2 separate regions of the Sus scrofa genome follow, and region 2 is linked to region 1. The links are chromatin contacts, called in public targeted proximity ligation maps. All regions are on one chromosome and are shown on one strand. The core of a region is the stretch at or near the end of the contact, and the rest is flanking DNA. Distances in the headings are between cores, read along the strand shown. Region 1 overlaps LARP4 (la-related protein 4). Region 2 overlaps DIP2B (disco-interacting protein 2 homolog B).

Region 1 (3,538 bases), core at 683-3,182:
ATGCTTGTTGATTTTCCCTTTTGATTTCTACTCTAATTTTTATTATTTCTTTTCTTCTGCTTATTTTGTATTTAGTTTGTTCCTCTTTTTTTTAGTTTTCCAAGGTGGAAGCTCAGATTATTGATTTAATTTTCTTCTTTCCTAATATGTACATTCAATTCTTACATTTCTCTCTAAGCACTGCATTTGCTGCATCCTACAAATTTTGATAAATTGTATTTTCATTTTCATTTGATTCAAAAAAAATTTTGTGTGTGTGTGTCTTTTTAGGGCCGCACCTGCAGAATATGAAAGTTCCTAGGCTAGATGTTGAATCAGAGCTGTAGCTGCTGGCCTATACCACAGCCACAGAAATGACAGATTCGAGCCACCTCTGTGACCTACACCACAGCTCATGGTAACGGCAGATCCTTACCTACTGAGCAAGGCCAGGGATCAAACACGTGTCCTCATGGATATTAGTCGGGTTCATTAAAGCTCAGGAACTCCTGATACAGAATATTTAAAAATTTTTCCTAAGAGTTCTTCCTTGACCCATGTATTATTTACAAGAGTTGTTTTTTTTTTTTTTTTTTGTCTTTGTCTTTTAGGGCCACACCCATGACATATGGAAGTTCCCAGGCTAGGAGATGAATTGGAGCTAGAGCTGCTAGGCCTACACCACAAACAGCAACTCAGGATCTGAGCCATGACTGTGACCTACACCTCAGTTCATGGCAACACCGGATCTTTAACCCGCTGAGTGACGCCAGGGACTGAACCTGCTTCCTCATGGATACAAGTCAGATTCGTTACCACTGAGCCATGCTGGGAACTCCAAGGGTGTTTAATTTCCGTGTATTTTAGGATTTTCCAGTTAACTTTTTTTTATTGTTTAATTCCATTATGGTGTGAGATCAGACATTGGATGATTTCTGTTCTTTCAGGTTTGTTAAGGTGTTTTTCATGGCCACAAAAAATATAGGTTGTTTTTGGCATTTTTTCTGCTTGGTGTTCTTTGAGTTTCCTGGTTCTGTGGTTTGGTGTCTGACATTAATTTGAGGAAATTCTCAGTAGTCAGTGCTTCCAATGTTGCTTCTGTTGCTTTCTTTCTTCTCCTGGTACTCTCTTAACATGTATGTTACATTTTTTATTAGTTGTTCTGCAGTTATTGCTTGTGTGTGTGTGTGTGTGTGTGTGTGTGTGGTGTGTGTGTGTGTGTGTGTGTGTGTATTCTGTTCTATTTTTTTGTCTTTTTTCTCTTTTTCAGTTCTGGAAGTTTCTATTGTCATATCCTCAAGCTCAGAGATTTTTGCTCAGTCATCCTCAGTCTACTAATCAGGCCAGCAGAGGCATTCCTCATTTCTGTTTGTTTCTGATCTCCAGCATTTCTTTTTGATTCCTTCTTAGAATGCCCCTCTCTCTGCTTACATTATCCATCTGTTCTTGCAAGCTGCCTACTTTTTCATCAAAATCCATAGCATATTAATCATAGTTAATTTAAATTGCAGCCTGATAATTACAACATCCCTACATATCTTACTCTGCTTCTGAGGCTTGTTCATCTCTTCAAGCTGTATTTACTGCCTTTTAGTGAGGCTTGTAATTTTTTATTGAAATCTGGACGTGCTATACTATGTGAAAGGAAAAGAGGTCTTCAAGGGTGTGCTGCTGAGGTCTGGAGGAAGGGGAAAACATTTTATAGTTCTATGATTAAATAGGTCTCAGTCTTTTGGAGAACCTATGCCTCTGGACCGTGAACTTCACCAGTGCTTCTCAGTCTTCCTGACCCTACACTACCTTAGATGGGACAGGATGCCTAGAGGGAGCTGGAATTGTTTTTTCCTTTTCCTCCAGTTTGGGTCCCGTTAAAACTCTGGCATGTTAGACTCTGGCAAAATAGTTTCTCTTGAGGGCAGATTTGCTAAGAACAGAATGCTCTGCTGTATTTCAAAACGGTTATACTTCTCCTTCCCCTGAGGGAAACATGAGGGGATTTTTCTACAATCTTCACTGTCAGGATCTAGTAGAGTTTCTGAAGATCCCTTTGATGAGGTCCCCTTGGATTTTTTAACTCTCAGACTTGCTATACTGAGCCTCCAGCAATTCATCAATTACAATTAAGGGTTTTTTGAGGTTCCCATCGTGGCGCAGCGGAAATGAATCCAACTAGGAACCATGAGGCTTCGGGTTCAATCCCTGGCCTTGCTCAGTGGGTTAAGGATCCAGCGATGCAGTGATGCTGTGAGCTGTTGTGTGGGTCACAGACTCAGCTCGGATCTGGTGTTGCTGTGGCTGTGGTGCAGGCCGGCAGCAACAGCTCTGATTCGACCCCTAGCCTGGGAACCTCCATATGCCGAGGGAGCGGCCCAAGAAATAGCAAAAAGACAAAAAAAAAAAAAAATTTCTCTGCACTTACATTTTGGTTGCAAAAATGGGCTCATATCAGAAACGTCTTTTAACTCGCTTTGTTTCACATAATAGTGCATCTTTGAAAATTTTCTGTTTTTTCTTTGTTTTTGTGTTTTGTTTTTGCTTTTTAGGGCCGCACCCACAGCATATGGAGGTTCCCAGGCTAGGGGTCGAATCAGAGCTACAATTGCTGGCCTACACCACAGCCACAGCCTCCCAGGAACGGAGCCACATCTACAACCTACACCACAGCTCATGGCAGTGCCAGATCCTTAACCCACTGATTGCAGGGATAGAACTTGCAATCTCATGGTTCCTAGCTGGATTCATTTCGGCTGTGCGACAGAAACTCTGAAATTTTTCTATGTTAATAGATATTTATTGTTTTTATTTATTATTATTATTTTTTTGTCTTCTTGTCTTTTTGCTATTTCTTGGACCGCTTCCGCGGCATATGGAGGTTCCCAGGCTAGGGGTCGAATCGGAGCTGTAGCCACCAGCCTACGCCAGAGCCACAGCAACGCAGGATCCGAGCCGCGTCTGCAACCTACACTACAGCTCACGGCAACGCCGGATCGTTAACCCACCGAGCAAGGGCAGGGATCGAACCCACAACCTCATGGTTCCTAGTCGGATTCGTTAACCACTGCGCCACGACGGGAACTCCTGTTTTTATTTTTGTTTTGGGTTTTTTTGGTTTTTTTTTTTTTTTTGGCTTTTTGTCTTTTTAGGGCTGCACCCATGGCATAAGGAGCTTCCCAGGCTAGGGGTCCAATCAGAGCTGCAGCTGCTGGCCTACGCTACAGCCACAACAACGCCAGATCCAAGCTGAATCTTTGACCTACACCATAGCTCACAGCAACACCAGATCCTTAACCCACCTAGCGACGCCAGGGATTGAACCCACCACCTCATGATTCCTAGTCGGATTCATTTCCGCTGCACCAGGACAGGAACTCCTAGACTTAATGTATTGGCTGTATGATATTTATTGCATAGAGCTATCACAATTTAGCGAACTGTTCTCCTACTGATAGAAATCTGTATCTTTTTCAACACTGCAGACAACGCTGCAGCAAATATCTTTGCACAAGTTTATATATTTATATGATGATTTCCTTATGAAAATTTCAGTAAAATAATTTCT
Region 2 (3,538 bases), core at 535-3,034, 300 kb before region 1:
GGCAACGCCGGATCGTTAACCCACTGAGCAAGGCCAGGGACCGAACCCGCAACCTCATGGTTCCTAGTCGGATTCGTTAACCACTGCGCCACGACGGGAACTCCAGGACCACTTTCTAATGTTAGTTCTTACCAGGCAAGACACTGCTAAGAACTAACATTCTTGTACCTACTGATGACAAATTCTTAGGAAAGGTCCCTGCCCCCATTACTCCAAGGCCAGGCACCAGGGAAGGTTTCTTGACAAGGTCTTCTTGTGCCAGCAGGTTAATTTTTTTAGGTTCCCTCTTCTGCTAAAGATGTGAACCCCTCCAGAGATCTCAATTCCAGCTTCCAAATCTACGTAAGGTCCAAGGCTTTGTCTTTTCTACCCCCGTAGTAATTAACATTTAGGCTCCTTGTTTACTGTCTCCCTCCCCCCAGGGCAGCCAAAGTCAGCCCCATCTCACTGCACCCATTTTCAGTCATCATTTTCTCCCTCTCCTACTTCTGTATGTATTTAAAAGGAAGCTGATTATATCCTATCTAGAATGTTTAAAGAGAAATTTTCTTTCTCCTGTTTCTAGGAGAGAATTTTCAGGTTATTTAACTGACTACACAGCTAGAAACAGATGTCCAAGCAAGTTACTGAGCCTGTCTAAACCTGTTTTCTCATCTGTAAAATGGGACAGAGAATTGTTGAGAAAACAAATAATGAAAAAATATATGTTAAGCACTTAGCCCTTTGACTACTATACAGAGGTACTCAAGAAATAGTAACTGTGAAATTATTTTTACTGGCAAACCTTAAATTTCGCAATCACCTATTGAAATAAACAAATTCAACCTGATAGGGTGGATTTTTATTGTGCTTTGGCTTAAAGAATATTGAATACTAATCCTCCCAGTAATTATGGCGCATTGCTCATAACCCATACCAATTATGAAAGTATGTTATTAAAAGATCCAAATCTATTAATTAGAGCACATTTACGGAGGTCTAATTTGCCATCTCTGTTAATTCTGTGGTTTCGAATAACATTAGAATATTTCAAGAAAACTCTCCAAGTTGGTAACTGACTAATACATGTTTTGGACTATAAGCTCCCAGAAGGCCATAGCTATTACATTTGTTTGGAATAATAGATATAGGAATGCCTATTAAGTAAAAAAGGACTTCTCAAACATGATGCTTTAGTACAGTAAAAAAAAAAAAAATCAAGAAACTTGACCCTGCCACATAATTGCTGTATAAGCTGGGGCAAATCACATAGTCACTATAAATCTGTTTGTTTCCTCATCTCTAAAGAAATCTGGATTTCCCACTTCACGGAGTAGAGAGTTATGAGGAACAAACAAGGAAGGCAGCCACTGGTATATAGAAAATCCTTTGCATACTATAATTCTATAAAGCATTGCTAAAGGTTAAAAGTATAATGCTATCTCAGTCTATTCATGGGCATCATTTTCACATACAGAAATAGAGACAGGTAATTTCTCCTTGTCTGGCTCTATGAATTACTACTAAAGTCACTTTCAAGTGGAGCCCTGTGTGAGACAGACTTCTAAATTTTAAACCCTATTCTACACAAGCCACTCAAAACAGCTTACTGTGCTTTGGGGTCATTATTTGGTCTATTTGGTCATCCTCATACCCTCAGGATGCAACGCAGGGCAAGTCCACACGGGTGCAGAAAAAGCTTAGCGGGGGAAAAAATATATGCTGTAGTTTTTGCATTGTGTTTATCTGTATGAATGAGTAATAGCGTTACACAAAGAACCCCTACAAAGAAAGAGCTGAGGTAATTGCCTCATGACATTAGTCAATGATTTCAGCACATAAAGGGAATTGGATGGCAGTAATTCAAGCGGTCTAAAAGACTGAAAAAGGCCACAGGCACGAAAAGAACCAGAGAATGCTACCAACTTGGAGAATTTAAAATTTCCAATCCACACGACCAAAATCAGTGCACATGTCAATAAGCAAATTTCAGGTTGACAGACATTTTATTATTTGAGGATTTATGAACAAAAGACAAATTATTTCGCAGGCCAACTATTTACCATATTTTCCAGACTATATGATACTACGGATAAAGCTGAGATTTATGTCATAGTTTACTCCTTAAATCCTTTTTATTAAATCCCTCAAAAAACAGCTCTAAGTTCTCAACAATTCAGTAATTTTGACCGTTACATGCTGGGTGCCTCCCAGAGAAGCCGACTAGCAGTGAGCTCCAGCAGCACCCCAGAAACTAGGTCCATGTGGCACACCAGGTGCAGGGTAAGGGCCCTGACCAGAAGCAGGCTTTGGGATGTGTGTGTGGTGTGACCTCTGATAGTGCACAAAGGACAACATGATTAACATACTGTGAAATCTGAGGTTAATTGTGCCCTGTAAGAGGGGCACAACTTTTTAAGAAAGTCATAGCAAGGTCACTTTTACAATGGCCCAAGAAAACATTTTTTTTCCCCTTTAATGGCCACACCTGTGGCATACGGAAGTTCCCAGGCTAGGAGTCCAGTGGGAACTGCAGCTGCCAGCCTCTTATACCACAGCCACAGCTACACCTGATCCAAGCCACATCTGAGACCTACACTGCAGCTTGAGGCAACACTGGATCCTTAACCCAATGAGCAAGGCCAGGGATTGAACCCACATCCTCATGGACACTTGCTGGGTTCTTAATCTGCTCAGCTACAACAGGAACTCCCCACGGCAGGGACTGAATCCAAGCTGCAGCTGTGACCTACAGCCATAGCCACAGTGATGCTGGATCCTTTAACCCACTGCACCAGGCTGGGGATTGAACCCGCACCTCTGCAGTGATCCAAGCTGGTGTAGCCGGATTCTTTTTTTTTTTTTTTTTTTTTTTTTTGTCTTTTTGCCATTTCTTGGGCCACTCCCGCAACATATGGAGGTCGAATCGAAGCTGTAGCCGCCGACCTATGCCACAGCCACAGCAACTCGGGATCTGAGCCGTGTCTGCAACCTACACCACAGCTCACGGCAATGCTAGATCCTTAACCCACTGAGCAAGGCCAGGGATTGAACCCACAACCTCATGGTTCTAGTTGGATTCGTTAACCACTGAGCCAGGATGGGAACTCCTCGGATTCTTAACCCACTGTGCCACGGCAGGAACTCTGCCCTAGAAACTGGCTTTTAAAAATCAGCCTATAATTACAATAATTCATGCCAGTTCTCCTCTTCCTCTCCACCCCTTCAGCGCAAGGTAACAACCTACCATGCCTGTGTGAGGCTATAACAGGTTCAGAGAAATAGTGCTGAAAGATTAAACTGCACTAGCCAAGTCTCTAACAGGTGGCTCTCAGATGCTTGGAGAGAATGGAATCCAGATCCTACCTTGGGAACAGCAAGTTCCACCCCCTCAAATGAAAGGGGTTAATGGAAGCCTTATGATCACACTCCCTCACAGTGGAGCACACAAGCATGTGCGTAATTGTTGAATAAAAGCCTCAAGATCCAGCTCTAAGTGGGGGCCGAGTGAGAAATCACCATGTAGGGTGCTCTCAATGAGAGAGAATTCCTCTGCTAT

The links.
Region 2: a targeted proximity ligation map of alveolar macrophages shows a contact between it and region 1. A contact is called at or near these places in 1 of 47 Hi-C or Micro-C datasets (embryonic fibroblasts) and 1 of 2 datasets of targeted methods (alveolar macrophages).

The regions. Positions count from the first base shown.
Region 1 is chr5:16,218,580-16,222,117 of Sscrofa11.1, reverse strand. The region is part of intron 2 of LARP4 (la-related protein 4); the gene reads right to left. Among named protein-coding and RNA genes, the nearest start is that of LARP4, 43 kb to the right of the region's middle.
Region 2 is chr5:16,514,982-16,518,519 of Sscrofa11.1, reverse strand. The region is part of intron 4 of DIP2B (disco-interacting protein 2 homolog B); the gene reads right to left. Among named protein-coding and RNA genes, the nearest start is that of ATF1, 100 kb to the left of the region's middle.